Regions from separate parts of the Zea mays genome. Here all the other regions are linked to region 3. A link is a contact called in public Hi-C data. All regions are on one chromosome and are shown on one strand. Each heading gives the region's core, a stretch centred on a gene start, on an enhancer-like site or on the middle of the called end of the contact. The rest is flanking DNA. Distances are from core to core; before and after follow the strand shown. Region 1 holds the start of LOC100383879. Region 2 holds the start of LOC100285471. Region 3 holds the start of LOC100279247.

Evidence for each region. Hi-C and Micro-C count contacts between places; a contact is called where the count stands out from the background.
Region 1: a Hi-C map of leaf shows a contact between it and region 3, with 5 times the contacts expected there. The contact joins the promoter of LOC100383879 here to the promoter of LOC100279247 in region 3. A contact is called at or near these places in 5 of 25 Hi-C or Micro-C datasets (ear, endosperm and leaf).
Region 2: a Hi-C map of endosperm shows a contact between it and region 3, with 2.6 times the contacts expected there. The contact joins the promoter of LOC100285471 here to the promoter of LOC100279247 in region 3. A contact is called at or near these places in 3 of 25 Hi-C or Micro-C datasets (bundle sheath, endosperm and leaf).

What each region holds. Positions count from the first base shown.
Region 1 is chr7:97,893,224-97,895,923 of Zm-B73-REFERENCE-NAM-5.0, reverse strand. LOC100383879 reads left to right here and starts at 1,312. Exons shown (of 7, transcript NM_001176507.1): 1 at 1,312-1,434.
Region 2 is chr7:98,021,924-98,024,623 of Zm-B73-REFERENCE-NAM-5.0, reverse strand. LOC100285471 reads right to left here and starts at 1,446. Exons shown (of 3, transcript NM_001158364.3): 1 at 1,342-1,446; 2 at 1,023-1,234. The coding sequence starts at 1,115.
Region 3 is chr7:98,545,404-98,548,103 of Zm-B73-REFERENCE-NAM-5.0, reverse strand. LOC100279247 reads right to left here and starts at 1,259. Exons shown (of 12, transcript NM_001360947.1): 1 at 683-1,259; 2 at 167-326. The coding sequence starts at 877.

The DNA.
Region 1 (2,700 bases), core at 63-2,562, 650 kb after region 3:
AAGAGAAGTAAAGGGCGAAGTCCTCAAGGCCCGGTGGTCGCCTGGGCGTTAGTCTTAGCTACAATCGGTGTTAGTTGCTTGGCCGAAGGGCCCACTGTAGTTGTGCTCGACGAAGGCTCTGAATATCCTTGTCCTTGCGCTCAAGCATGATTAGTTAGGGCGAGGGGACCGACCTTCGTGGTGCTGATCGACGTAATGTTCGACCTTTGTTCCAACACCCGCACCACGCACGGGGTTGGGCAAAGCATAGCCCAGGCACAGGGTCAGACAAAGCGTCAGGGAACCACTCGAATGGACTCCGCTTCTAACCAAAGGGCAACTCTCATTAACTATGTCCGACGTTGAGTCATGGCATGTGAGAGAATTGGTCTGCCTCCCGCTCTAGACCTACGCTTGAGCCCTGCTCATGACCTATGGCCCCTAGACCGGAGTCCTCCAACGTCCTACGTAACAGACAAGATGACATAAGGAAGGCAGGAAGACAGTCTATGAAAGCTAGGGGCTGACACAGGCATAGATAGACATGCGGAGTAATGATGACACTTAGACTCCCGTCGTGGACACACTTTACCAGCACTCCAACAGTCGATAGGGAGTTATGCGGAACAGATAACAACATACGTGAAGGCGTTTACCGAGGGAGAACCACTCCACAGCGATCCCTTCCAAGAGAAGCCATATGTAACCAACCTCCGCCTTGGTCTATAAAAGGCGGAAGGTTGGCCGGACGAAGTGTGTGTGAGAGAGAAACAATACTTGACGACTTAGCCGATAGCGAACACCCAATCCGCGCAACCCTTAAGAGACTTGGGAGCTTATCCCTCTCATCCGCTTGTGACCCCTACTACGAGCAACAAGGTGCCGGTAGCGTAAGCTACCGAAGACTGAAAGTAGGGACATTCTATCTGAACCAGTATAAATATTGTGCCCGCTGGCCACACCATCCGAATACAGAACACATATACAAATTTACTCGTTGGTGGTAGTTCGAAACACTAACATCGGTATAAAATAAAATAAATTAATGGTGACAATGTTTTCCGGTAAGTTGTGAATATAAGTCGATTATTTTCATGTCCTGTAGAAAATCTCCATCGTTTTGCATGTAATTTTCCCTTCAAATTTTGATCATATTGGTGATAAAATTCTTATCATACTTTTTTTGCAAAATCGAGAAAATATAAAAATAAATCATGTTTTACCCGTACCGGCCACGACAGGATAGCCTTCTGGAGGCCCACCGGCCCAGGCAAATTTCAGCCTGTATTTCCCCCCGTTTACCAGGCGTTCGCTCGCTTTCCCTCTCCATCCCCCCTATCTCGTGGCGACGCTGGACACCGCGCCGCCGCCCTACGCCGTGGCGACTACTGGACGTCGCCGGCGCCCTACGCCAGGTCTTCGCCATTCCATTCTCTGGAGACAAGCACCCAACAGGTATGCCCACCCCTTGTATCCCTTCCTGCTGTGCGAAAATGAGCACCCGAACCCTAACTTGAGGCCTTGAGCTATTTGGCTATTTGTATTCGGATCTGATCCAATTACTAGTGTATTCGTGTATTATGCCTACCTTCTTCGATCTTTTCTGCTAAAATTATCGGGTGTGCATGTGTACACCCATATCCTCTGGTTCTACTGGTCCGCCCCTGTTGCAAGTGCTGTTCTGTCCAGGTGGCTGTTGGTCCTCTCCTGCTGACCTGTAGGTAGGGGTGTTAATAGATTGCGATCCAAATGTTTCTTCACAATTTGTTTGAGCCCTTAATTAGGGGGTGTTTGGTTTCTAGGACTAATGTTTAGTCCCTCCATTTTATTCTATTTTAGTCTCTAAATTGTCAAATACAGAAACTAAACCGTATTTGACAATTTAGGAACTAAAATAGAATAAAATCGAGGGATTAAACGTTAGTCTCTATAAACCAAACACCCCCTTAATTTTAGTTCAAAAGTGAATAGAAATAGAGTCTGATCTTAATTAGATCCGATCCTTAAATTTTATAGTGTAAAATTTAGAGCTCATTACCACCCCTACCTGTAGGGCAACCAGTTTGAGTTTGGGTCATGAGTTTGCTAGATGTTTGCGAGTCCTCTGCCGAGCTGGTAGTCAGTAGCAACCCTGGCTGATAGATACCTGTCTGGCCCAGTTAAATCACAGTTTTACATAGTGCTTTGGATTCAAATCGCAGTCTTCTGATGTGGGTTCCAATAACTGATTACCACCTAAGGAATTGGCTGTATGAAGGAACAGACAAGTGTTTGAATTGGGATTGGGCTGCATAGTGGTTTGTACTTTGTAGGCTATTACTTGTTAGGACCTCCAAGGATCGTGTTTCTGTCCATGTATCGGTGGCTGTTGGTCCCGTCTTGTTGGCTAGTAGGATAATTGACTTGAGTTAATGTCATGGATTTGCAGCATGCCAGCATGCTTGAGTCTTGCTCTGCTACATAGGCAGTTGATAGCAATCTTGGGTCTGGGAGGTGGTAATGTAAAGCTGAAAATAAAAGGGGGATGGATTATTTTGTATGGTTGATCTGGCCTGGGTTCAGGATTATGATGACATTTTAACCGGCTCAGATTAATTATTAATAGTGAGATGCTTTCTTATTAATGAATATAGTAGGATTGTCTTACGCTATATCCATTTGTTCTGCAATTTTGAGTAGCATATACTACCAGATGTATCATTACGGTGTTGTGACATAACA
Region 2 (2,700 bases), core at 197-2,696, 520 kb after region 3:
CTTGGCCGGGTCGCGCCCTGGCGGCTGGAGGAAGGAGTGCGACGTGCTTGGCAGAATGGCAGCCGGAGTGCTGGACGTCGGTGGCTGGGAGGCTGGCAGTAGCAGCCTGGGATCTGCCCGAGCGCGGCCGGCGGCGAGAGGAGCGCAGATTCCGCGTCGGGGAGGCGAGGCGGGCGCCTGGCGCGGGATGGCCGCGGGGCTGGGCGAGCGGCTCGGCCGCGGGACAGGGCACCGGCGAGGTCGCGGGTGAAGCAGGGGCGCGGGGTCGGTGCGACACCTGGGTCCACCGGTCCTGGCGCAGTTGCGCGGCTGGGGCTCGCGCGGTCGCGGCAGCTCGGCAGGGCGCCTGGGCGGCGTGGAAGCAGCGCGCGGGGAGGGCTCCTGGCACGGGCGCGGGGTCGCGCCCTGGCGGCGCGGGCAGGATGGCCGGGGCACGCGGGTGCGCGCTCGGCGCTGGTGCGAGGGGAGAGAGAGAGAGGAATGTGGGGCGGCGGCTGGCGGGCGCGGCCTGTAGGGGGCGGCGGCTGGGGCGCGACCTGCAGGGGCGGCGGCCAGCAGGGGAGGAGCTGGCGGCTGGGAGCAGAAACCTAATTTTCCTCTGATACCATATTGGAATAGTAAACCCTAACCCTAACAGGGTTGGGTGGTATATTAATAGACTTGAGTACTGGGCCAGGCCCATTACGGAGGGGCGAGACAGTAATTACATAGAGAATAACTCCAAACCCTAAACGGGTATTCTAACAACATGAAGCCTGAAGCCATGATTCAGATGTGCAAATGTAAAAAGAAATACGCTTCAATCAGTTTCTTATAGTGGAATCAGAAGTAGTACAATGCAACCGGGTCCTCCAGAATTAACAAACGTGCATCCAGCATCGCACCTACACAAGAAGTCGATTCTCGGAGCAACTCCTAGCTAGGATATAGATAAGCACAACAGGTAATTGCTGAATTGATAAGCGCTAGTGAACAAACGACACGTCCGGAAGTGGAGGAAAGGTGATTCACGGAGTTTGGACCTGAAAAGCCTTTGAGAGGATGTCGTCGTGGAGGCAGACGTTGTTCCGGCAGTTGCAGCAACTGTAGACGCGCGGCCCCACCAGCTCCGCCATCGGCCGGCGCCGCCCCGAGCGTGCTCACCGGACCCGACCAACCAATCCCGCAATTCCAGAATCGGAACTCAGACAAAGATGGTGCCAGGGAACACCAATCGATTACATTCAACTACAACCTATCCAGAACCAAAAATTGCATCGGTTATCCAAGAAACAAAGGGGCCAGGAACCGTCGAGCCCCGAATCGGAGCTCGGGAATGGGAACAGTCGTAGGTAGTGAGACCATCGGTTGAGTGCGCGGGAGGTATTCGCCGATGCTGGTCGGGGCGCGGCGACGGCGGAGCAGCGGCAAGCGAGGGGAAAGGGGTTTAAAGCCAAAACTTGTATAAGGTAAAAAAATGTTTTATACATGGGTGTTTTGGGATTATAGAGTCTTTGGAGATTATTTGGTTTTCTTTTTTTTTTGCACATTTAATTAATAGAATTAAGTTAATCAAACAATAATAAATAAATACAGAAATATGCATCCCATGCCGAAGTTCTTGTATTTTTGTATTTTGTATTCAAATTTGTGATACAAGCTTAAGTTAGGAAATTAGAATTTGAAATTGGAAATAAGAAAAGAAAAGAGAAGAAAACAGAAAAGAATATGTACTGTAATAATAATAATAATATATAAATAAATATATTTTCTCATGCTGATACTTTTAATTGTGCACTTGACTTATGTGTAAAACTCACTAACAAATTCAAATTCAAATAGTAAATTTTGAAATGGAGAAAGAAATGCAAAACATAAAAGAAAAGGAAAAAACGACTTTTGGGCTGAAACCCTGCGCTCGGCCCACCAATTCCTCCCGCGCACATCCCACTAAACCGCAGTCGTGTTACCGAGGTCGTGACCCGGTGCTGACATGCGGGCCACGGCTGGCTGACTCATGACACGCATGCACGCATCATCTCACTACCACGTGGGCCCGGGGCGACCAGTCGCGTCATCGCACGCCGGGCGCCTAGCCTCCTTGCTCACGCTGGCATGTGGGGTCAACCTGTCAGGACTCTCCCCTTCCTCTGCAACGAACTCCTGAGGTCTGCTCGCGGCGCGTTTTTCGCATGGCCAGGAATCCAAGGGGATCCATTCGCCAGCCGTGGACCTCGGCTGCGGGTATATCTACCTGCCGCACATATCCTTCACCTCCCACCTTTCATGCGCTCGACTCTAGTGCCAAGAAAGACAACCGGAGCGCCACCTCCATTGGTGAGGGATTGCCGCCGCCGTCGCCCCTACTTCCTCCATCGTTCGGTGCCTATGTGGAGACTCGAGACGTCCACCGGCTCACGAAGGATCTTGGCGGATCTTGCCTATGCTCGGATGGGTGCATCAGTGCTCGCCGAAGTGTACTGGAGTCTAGAATTCGTTGGCAAGCCGCTTTGGGTCGGGGTCAATGTCGCCGCGGTTTCGGTCACCGGTGAGTGTCTCCATGTTGTTCGTCTTGCCCTCTATCTTAAGTAGCATCTAGTCGAACTGTTAGCGGGGCACTTAGGTGGCGGAAGCTGCACACCGGTAATGGCGGTCGCGGTGTGGAGGCCACCAATGTGACTAGGCGTTGAGGAAGAAGAAAAACTGGGGCTGTCGATCGAC
Region 3 (2,700 bases), core at 10-2,509:
AGATACCAGATGAAGACGCACACTACTGCACACATGCATGAACCAACAGAGGAAAGAATACACTAAACAAGCTCTATACATCGATTGCTGACAGCGAGCAAACTGTCGCTTTCGGAGCAGCACACTGACTAGAGGAAGGATCCACGATGAGCAGTTAGATCCTCACACTTTGATATCGCAGTAGATGATTTCGGGTCAAACCCAATGATGAGCGTCAGCATCGGCACGAAGATCCCGCCGCCACCAACTCCGCCGACGCTCCCAAACGCGGCACCGAAGAATCCGATCAGTGACCCCAGCACAATTTGCCACCCAAACTCCATTGGCTGCAGAAAGCAACCCCCATAAGATTCACCGAGTTAAAACGCCATGCCTTGAAAGCATTAAACAGCAATAACTATTGAAAAGTATATGTAGGTCATCGCAAATTCAATAGGATGTTGTAGTATAGTATAGCTCGATCAGTTCTATCTGCATGGCCCAAACTGGATTTCATGACAAATCCAGAGCAGCAGATGAGCTCCGGACCTACCAAAATTTGTATGCAACATCTTGCCAACTTTGTAAACTTAATCCGACGCAGAACTGCTAAACCAGCAAGTGAGCGCTGGTAAAAACAAACAAATTGTTCTTTTGTGAAAAAAATAAAACAAAGAAATCCTGAAAGGCAGTTGGTAATTACCGGCCACACGTGCTGGTACGAGTTGCCATCGCCGTTCCACATCAGATTGGCCACCTTCCGGAGCAGACTCACCTCCTCGGGCGCCACCGCGGCGCCGACCACCAGCGACAGGCGCCGGTCGGCAGCGACGACGACGGCCGCCGCGAACACGACGGCCAGCGCGGCCACGGCGTGGCAGTAGTACTTCCTCCCCATTGCTTGTCGGCTCGGCACCACCAAGATCCAAAAAAAGGTAAGAGAGGCAAACTGTGTGCAGTGCAGTCCCCAAGATCCAAAAAAAAGACGAATCCAAGGAAGATTGGGAGCTAGGCTTTCGGTACAGGGGCGCCTCTGAAATCACGGGATCGAAGGGCTGGGTGGGAGACGTAACGCGCGAAGGCCGAGCGCAACTTTTCTGGGATCCCGGCCGGGTGGCGTGGGCTGGCCTTGTTGGAAGAATTTGGAGTGCACGGCCGGGCCGGAACAGGACGTGGGAATTAAAAACTGCAGAAATGGCGGCGGCGATTGAACCTGCAGCAAGCGAGGCGAGAGGACGGAGGGAGGCGGCCGGCAATGGGGCGAGAGGAATTGGGGTGTGAGCGGCGGCGGTGTAGAGACGGTGGAGAGGGGGAGGGAGAGCCCGGAGAGGGGTAGAGGCAGCGGCAGGGAACGTGTGCGGCCCTCTGAATTCTGAAAGACGGGAAGGCGACGAGAGCTCCGTGCCAAATTTAGAAGAGGGGCGCTCTGTACAATCCTCTCGTTTTTTTTTTCTTTTCTAGAGCTGGACGCTTCGCTCACTTTTTTTTCCCACGCTTTTTTTTACGTGGCTGGAGAGGGTTTCTTTTCTTGCTTGGTGTTCGCCTCATGCAGAGACGGCGGGAAACATGTGGATGGATGAATTGGATGGATGGATGAGTACGATGCTGCATGAACATTATGCGTGCAGGTTTACACGTCCATTTATCCTTTCTGTGCATTATCAAAAGGAACTGGAAAAAACAATGTCGTTTTTTTTTTGTTGGCATCTCGTGAAAGAAACACAAGGCTTTCCGTTTCCCGTGACCAAGTAGTAGTGGAGAATCTAGCTAGCGCTGCCGCTGCTTTCTGTGTTTTGCACGCCCGTGGAGAGAATAAACGAGACGTTCCCCTTTCCAAGAGAAAAAAAGAAGACAAAAGCTTCTTCTTCGTTGAGGACGATGAAGATTCCCCGTCATCCTGGATGGATGGCTGGCTGGTTGCCAATATGCATTGCCACATTGTCATGATCATCCCTTGATTTGTACCACACATATGCATGGATTGCAGTTCATGGCTTCTTCACTGCCACAAATATTCATTTCAAGCTTTCTTCTACTTGTTGTTGTTTTTATATACTTGTGGCCAGTCAGTTTTGGTCTGGCAAACTCACATTCTTCATATAATAACATATATGCCCTAACCTTGCTAGATTTCTATGTGTGGTCATGCTAACGTAATACATGGCTGTTTGGGTCTATTTGGTTGTCGGACTAATTGTCGAAGGGAAATGACGACACGGAACGACACAAACGGGGGCTGATAATAATGTCTCGTTTCGCTGGTACAACTGACAACCATCGGGTCAAGAAGACAATTATTTCATTTTACATTTTTTTCTTTTGTGCATCATCACGAGCACACGGAAAGGAACATCGTGGCCGGCCCCGGGAGCGCATTAAAACGCTAGTGCTGTTTCGGTTTGGTAGGATCGCGGACGCGAGTATAATCAATTAATATAATGGGTGGAGTTTTTTAGGGCATGTTTGTTTTCTCAAATAATTATATAATCCTGCTTATTTTATATAGATTATGTAATCCGGTATTATGATCTCTAGACATCTACTGTCTTTAACCTCTCTGGTTACAAATAATATATGGTCATCCTGGATGATTTCACTCGTTTTCTATGGACTTTTACTATGTGGCTCAAGTACGACACCTTTCACAACCTTACCCATTTGTTTGTTTGGGTCTCCACCCAGTTCTGTCGCTCGGTTCGTGCCCTTCATTATGATAATGGC